2 separate regions of the Oryzias latipes genome follow, and region 1 is linked to region 2. Evidence: chromatin contacts called from public Hi-C data. All regions are on one chromosome and are shown on one strand. The core of a region is the stretch at or near the end of the contact, and the rest is flanking DNA. Distances in the headings are between cores, read along the strand shown. Region 1 overlaps LOC101160155 (membrane-associated guanylate kinase, WW and PDZ domain-containing protein 3). Region 2 holds the start of LOC101159579 (protein-arginine deiminase type-2).

Evidence for each region. A called contact is a pair of places that touch in the nucleus more often than the background predicts.
Region 1: a contact with region 2 is called in a Hi-C map of fibroblasts, with 2.8 times the contacts expected there. The contact joins the enhancer-like site here to the promoter of LOC101159579 in region 2.

Annotation. Positions count from the first base shown.
Region 1 is chr5:15,155,702-15,159,162 of ASM223467v1, reverse strand. LOC101160155 (membrane-associated guanylate kinase, WW and PDZ domain-containing protein 3) reads right to left here. Exons shown (of 20, transcript XM_020703262.2): 9 at 2,157-2,348; 10 at 929-1,573. Among protein-coding and RNA genes, the nearest start is that of LOC105354097, 17 kb to the left of the region's middle. Within about 2 kb of position 1,407, at least 2 of the 8 cell types and tissues checked have an H3K27ac peak or open chromatin away from gene starts, as enhancers often do.
Region 2 is chr5:15,019,712-15,023,154 of ASM223467v1, reverse strand. LOC101159579 (protein-arginine deiminase type-2) reads left to right here and starts at 2,051. Exons shown (of 16, transcript XM_004068834.4): 1 at 2,051-2,398. The coding sequence starts at 2,247.

The DNA of each region.
Region 1 (3,461 bases), core at 158-2,657, 140 kb before region 2:
GCGTCAGTCGAGGATCACATGGGGGTGAGGTTGCAGCCCTGAGTGTGAGTAGTGTGGGCGTTTCAGAGATGATAGAAGGAGGTTAAGGCGTGGTTATGGGAGGAGGCCCTGGAGGACAGTCCCTCTATAGGCGTTTAGCCATGGACGTTAGTAAGGCCACGGCTATAGAGGCATGCAGAATTCCCTTGCGCTTTGCTGATGATCAAAGCCAATCCGGAGTTCATTGAGTTGCGCAGTGAGCCCCCTGGGGCAGCAGGAGATGTAAGCAGGAGACATTTGAAGGGTGCCTTCCCTCCTCCCGCTGCTGCTTGAAATCAAGCACATCCTCGCACTTATGTAATTCCTGCTTTCAGACTTGTAACAGAGTGCATTACGCCTCACTGGGAGTTGTCATAAACACGGGCATTTTGACTGGATGCACACAAGAGGACTGCTTGAAAAATGCTTGGGGTGTGCAGTTTGCATATGTAAAGAAGCTGCATATGACGGGAAGAAATATAGCACTGAAGGACCCAGTCAGATCATCATCTGCAGCAGCTAGAAAAGTGCTCTTGGATCTATCAAGTGGATAAAAAAGGCAGCAGTGATTTTTTTATGCAGGCTGCATAAAGTGGCATCACCCAGCCCTTAAAACGAAATCATGTGTTTTCACTCAGTGCCCCCCAAACCAACCACAGCACCATCTCACCTCCTGTCAGTTTCAGCACTATGATCTGAATTCCAACGGGCACTGCAGAAGTTGCATCAACAGTAACAGTACATTATGTAATGCACATGAGGGTAGAAATGAATGAGAATAACACATGGATACAATGAGAGGAAAAACAACAAGACAGGCAGGAGAGAAGCAGGGAGCAGAAGAACAGACGGATGCAAACACAGAACAAAGAGTGAGACAGAGAAAATATTAGTCGATTCAGCCTTTTACCTCCTCTCAGCACCAGTACGTTGACCTCGCTGCCCACCGGGAAGTCTTTGAGGATATCTACCACTTGTGCATGACTAAGTGTTTGGACGTTTTGTCTGTCAATCTCCTTGATTACATCTCCTTTCTGTAGACCACGGCACCACTGTGCATCCAGGATCATCTTCACCTTCTGGCCAAGTGGACAGTCCGCTATGGCAAACCCAAATCCTCCTGGTCCCTTGACCAGCGGCACGCTTACCAGTTCTGGCTGAAGCATTGTAGTGGCCACCTCCCTATCAGGCTGCCTACCATTTGGCACTGTGGCCACAACAGGGCGGCCGCTGGCATCAGTGGTTACGTAGTGGAGATCTTGTGAGGATCCGTGGAGAACATCCCCTTTTACAAGCAGTGGTTGTCCGTTGATGAGGGGCACAGCTGTCACCACCTCTCCCCCATGCAAACCCTGCTGGGTTTGAGCTCCGGGAGGAGGGGGAGGAGGGGGTAGCGGGTCATCACTGTTTAGATCGACATCAGGAGGAAGGGGGTAGCCGCGGCAAAGAACCATGTCTACATAATGGTTGATGGGAACAGACTGGAACATCTTTACCACCTCTGGATGTGTCCTTCCAAGCACGCACATCCTGTTAATTTCAACGATCACATCACCTGACACAAAAGGAAATGAAAAACTGAGTGACAAAAGGGAATACTTGCTCCAATTTTTAATCTAGACATAACTTCTTCTACATTTTCTTGCAAAGCTGTGCTTCCTTTGTCAGACATCACTCCTGTGAAATGTCCCTTTCCCCTTTGCAGCTGCTGTATTTCCACTTTGGCAGCCCTCTTTATTGCTTTTATTTCCCTTTATCTCATTCATTCCTGCTTCATTCTCCCCCTTTCAATCTTTACTTTGCTGTGCAGTCCTGAGCAGTACTCCCACAACAACTGCAGAGCAGAGACAATTGTAGATCCCTGTCACATTATACTCTCGAAACGATCACACCCAAACACACAGTTCAACACACACACAGCTTAAGGCACGACTCCCACAGTGATCAGACTGCTTGCTTATATACAACTGTGCTAGAGTTCATTTTACTATCTTATTGAACCCCTGGGATACTGTCAGGTTAAATGAGAACCATTAAGGTAAATTTAGCACCTCCAAGTGTCTCTGCAGAACATTCCTGTTTTGGCTTATTTCTCAAATGTTAATTTTTTTTTAGCACATAAACATCTCATTTCTCACCGGATGCCATCTTGTTGTCCTGAGCAGCAGGGCCATCGCTGAGCACATTCTTCACCTGCAGAAACTCATCTGTTCGATCCCCTCCAATGATGGTGAATCCAAAACCCTGTGAGCTTTTCTTCAGAGATGTGTGGTACAACTCTCCCTTCAGCTGGCTGGGGTCTGCAGTGAAACCTGGGGAAGCTCCTTTGCCTAAGAAAAAAAGAAGTATTGCAGATTTATGAGAGCATGACAGGCTTTCTGACTAAAATTCCCATTTAGAAAGTCCACCACATTTAAATGTAGCATTACAGATAAACCTATATATCTCTTTTAAAGACTGCAAAATCCATCCACCCCTGTGCTTAACTTTAATTACACGCATTGTGAGATGTGAATCAACATATTAATTAGTAAATTAAAGTTAATAGGCGTGATCCATATTTTAACTTGATAAACTCATCAACTGAGACCTTTTTGTGCAACCCTGACAAGAAATGAGTTGAGATAGAAAGATAAAAAGGCAAAATTGTAGCTTAAGGGACTAATTTATTCCCTTACCACCATTAAAAAAACTGTAGAGCAAGAGAGGGACATCACCTTTGACTAAAAGTAATTTGCTTTAATAGTTTTTTTTATTTTTGATTTCTGCCTAATTTAATCAATGATTCAGGCAAAAAAAGTTCAGAAACGTCAACTTTTTAAAGCTCCAGTATGGAACAGTTAAAGGGTAATGGTGACTTCAGTGTGAAGCAGCTGTGGAATATGGATTCAAAGGATGACCAACTCCTAGGGTTACCCTGCATAATACCAGACAATTTTATTATAGACCCAACAGTTACATTGACGCTCCTTGATGTTTTTTTTTCCTTTCTTTTCTTGTTTGACTCAAAAGCTTAAAGATACGGCGAATATCAGTCAAACCTCCTTTCATAAATTACATTTTTTATATGTTCATTCATTCATTCATTCATTCATTCATTCATTCATTCATCCTTTAAACCCATTTTGTCCCTTTCTGGGTCACTGGGCTCTGCTGGAACCTACTTGTGGGAGAAGACAGGGGACATCCTGGGCAGGTAATTTTCCAAAAACACCACATCCATTTCCATTGCTATGCGGATGACACCCAGCTCTATCTTTCCAGCCAACCCAACTCCACACTGCCTCCATTAGCACTGGTTGACTGCATCAATGAAGTCAAATCCTGGTTCACCTCAAACTTTTTAAAACTCAATAGCAATAAAACTGAACTTCTTCTGATTGGCACCAAATCCACCCTGAGCAAGACCAACCATTTCTCTCTTTCCATTGACGGCTCCACCA
Region 2 (3,443 bases), core at 802-3,301:
CGTCTCTGTGTGTTCACCGTTAGTAAAAGATACACAGTGTACTTCGAAAATCAACCAAAAAATGTGTGCAAAAACTCAAGAAAAGTTTCAAAAATAAATAAATAAGAAAAGCACAATACAGCACAAGCACAGAGCAAATAAAACTAGGCCTCACATCGTAATGATATGTGTAATGATACATTAAGTATACATTTTGAAATCAGTTACATGTGAAGTGGTGTGATTCTTAAAATAAAAAAGCTGAAATAAAGTCAACATGTGTCACTAAAAATGAAAAAACCATTAACTTTTTTCTTTCAAAACTCAGACATTGTGAAGATTTAAAAAATAATAATAACTATTCATTAACTAAAATTTTAACTTTTTTAATATAAAGAGTTTTTCTTTTCTTTATTCTATTGCTTAACTACTGTAGGCCTGTTACATTTTTATTTTTTGCCTACAACCAACAAAAAAGCTCTAGATTAAGAAAACTGGGGGGTATTCCAGAAAGCAGGTTATGCTAGCTCCCACGGTAAATTTGAGGCTAAGGAAGTGGATAACCTCAGCTTTCGGTTCCAGAAATGGAGGTATGTTTCAAGGTATGTCAAGTTGCCATAGCAACTCATGCTCTGAACATAACCTGGTCTGGAGCAGGTTTAGTTGAAGGTTAGTTAGTTTTCAGAGAGGTGAAGCAGCATGGTGTGTCCATTTGAAGATAATTTAGTGGATGAAGAAGCTCAGATAATACTTTTCCCAACTGTGAGAGTGTGAAAACCGCATATGGATGTTTAAAGATAAACCTTTTACATTGATCTATCTTAATTGTTTGCTTCAGTTAAGATAAATCTTTTTTTTTTTTTTTTAGTTAAGTCAGCTTAAAAATAACACGTAGTTATTAGACTGTTATTTTATTTTCATTCAAATTAATTCAATTAAGTAAGTGTAACTTTGGTGCTGGTGTTAGATCATCACCGCAAGGAATTGTGGAATACCATTCCCTTTACCTGTCTGGGCAGATTTGGGTCCAAGTGTGGCTTTTTGACCATTTGTGTTTAGTTTAGCTGTTTTACTGTGTGAGTTATTTGTACTGTTATATTTACTTCTTTCTGCACCATGAGTGAGAGGGAGGAAGAGGATGATCAGTTTATTTAGTAGCCCTACTTTCTATGGATATTGTGATAAATTCAGAGCTATGGTAAATGGTTTGATGACTCAACTTTGTTTAGATTCATTCATTTTATTGTTATAAAAATGAGTCTATCTGCAGGCTCAAATTTAGACATGAGAGTTCAAGAATTACAATAAATTAAGATGGAAAAATTATAATTCAATTGGAGTAATATTACGCATTTAGTTAGATAAATATTTAAATCTGAGTTGTAAAAAAAATATTGAGTTGGATAGACGTAAGAAATTTGGTTGAATGAATTTAACTCAATTACTTGTTACCAATTGAATTAATTTAAGTTGGATAAGTTATATAAATATGCGTCACAATGAAAATAAGATCAGAAACTCTTGCGTTTACTTTGTCGTTCTTTTCTCCAAGCAGAAACTCTTTTTTTTTGATGATGCAGGGTATCACTTTTTTTGATGGACGTATAATCTCCATCCGCCGTCAGTAAAATCTCAGACTCCTCTCACTGGAGTATAACGCTCTTTTTTCTCCACGCGTTTCCATGGTGACTCCTCCGGAAATTGGCGAGCCATTGAGAATACCTTTTATGTACTTGCTGTGCACGTGCATTAACCCAGGGTTACCAAGTCAAGCGTAATTACGCCAACTCATATCCGGTCTTTTGGAACCGACATACCGACATAGAGTAAGCAAGTTCAGGCGGATTTCAGCCAGAGTTCAGGGTTAAAGTCAGGGTAGTTTAAACATGCTTCCTGGAATACCCTCCTGGTAATGTTCAGAGCATGAGTTGCTATGGGAACCAAGCATACCCTGAAACATTGTTTTTTGTAACCAAAAAGCTGATGTTATACTCTTCCTTAGCCTCAAACTTGCCGTGGCAACTCACATAAGCTTTTTTTTTTTTTTTTTTTTTTTTTAAATACCGCCCTGGTCAAGAACGGTTGGTGTCAATAATATAGGCGGGTTCTCTTACCTGTAGGGTTTCTCTGTGTCCGCCCACCACGAGAATGTAGATTCGCTCATCCAAAGTAGCGTGGCTCCTCCTTCTCTCAAATGAAAAGTATAAAACTATTTCCAAGAACCGCTTCACCTCATTGTCTGTGTCCAAGACTCCGAGAACTGCACCATGTTCGAACAGGTTGAAGCCGCACCACCCGCTCCCTCAGTCAAAGATAGTCCAGCAGGGACAGAACATCATCGGACATGTCGTCTGGATATCAACAAGCCGCAGCATGTCCTGTATGTTGTTGGCACTTCTTTGGATGTGAGCATCTACAGGTAAGGAAACACGATCAGCTGCTGGATGACGGCTTGATATGGGTGGAGGTGGATGACAGGCTAATAAATTACAGCTTCAGGTGTTTCCATTCCTTGAACTTTAAACTTATACATTATTATTATTTTATGTGATTTTTTTTTGTATGTCAAGGCATCCGCTTCGCAAGTCACACCGACAGATGGTAAATAGATAGTCACGTGATAACTAACCACTTGACTGTGAATCAGAGCGAAGAGCAAGAGGTATGACCGTCAAGGCCGGATATAGGCATGAGTAAGGGGGGCAATCCCTATTTAAAATGCCCCCCTCCCAAAAAACAATTGTCATAGCCTGCAAAAATCCGAAGTTAAAGAAATTTAAATAATAAAAACAAACGAAGTAAACAAAATAAATACAACATAATTCAGGATGGACAGAAGAACAAATACACATAAAACTATAAATGAAATGGGAAACCATAATGTCACAAATGCAGACTGAAATTGGCACAAATCAGAGTCCTGCTTGAGCTGGTCCCAAACCCGGTAAATGCAGGGGCTTGCATTTAATTAAAAACTTAAACGTCATCAAATAGATCAAAGAAGAATGTAGATATATGAATAGAAGAACTGATATGATGTTAGGATGGTTTTTTAAGCATTTTAGGGCAGATATGACACCCCAAACTGCAGTCAGGACTCCCAGCTGGACTCTAAGGGTTGTTTATGTGTTCTTGCCTGCCTTAGAGTAGCCTAAACAGGTAAACTTGCTCTTAATTTAGGAGGAATGTGCCATAATCAGATATTTAATAGAATTGTAAAGGTTATGACAGTAATAATTGCACAAAGTTCAAATAATTTACATAAAGCTGAATAGTTTTTTGTATTAAATAAAAATCCTGCTCTCAATGAACACAATCTGTAATTGTGCACAGTGGTGGGTGAACTTGTTCTGTTCTATGTTGTACAGTGGGTGAATAAACAATTGGTCATTGTATGTCAACAACAGTAACTTTGTTTATTCAACAAAAAAAAAGGAAAGAAAGGGAAAAAACTGGTCTGTACA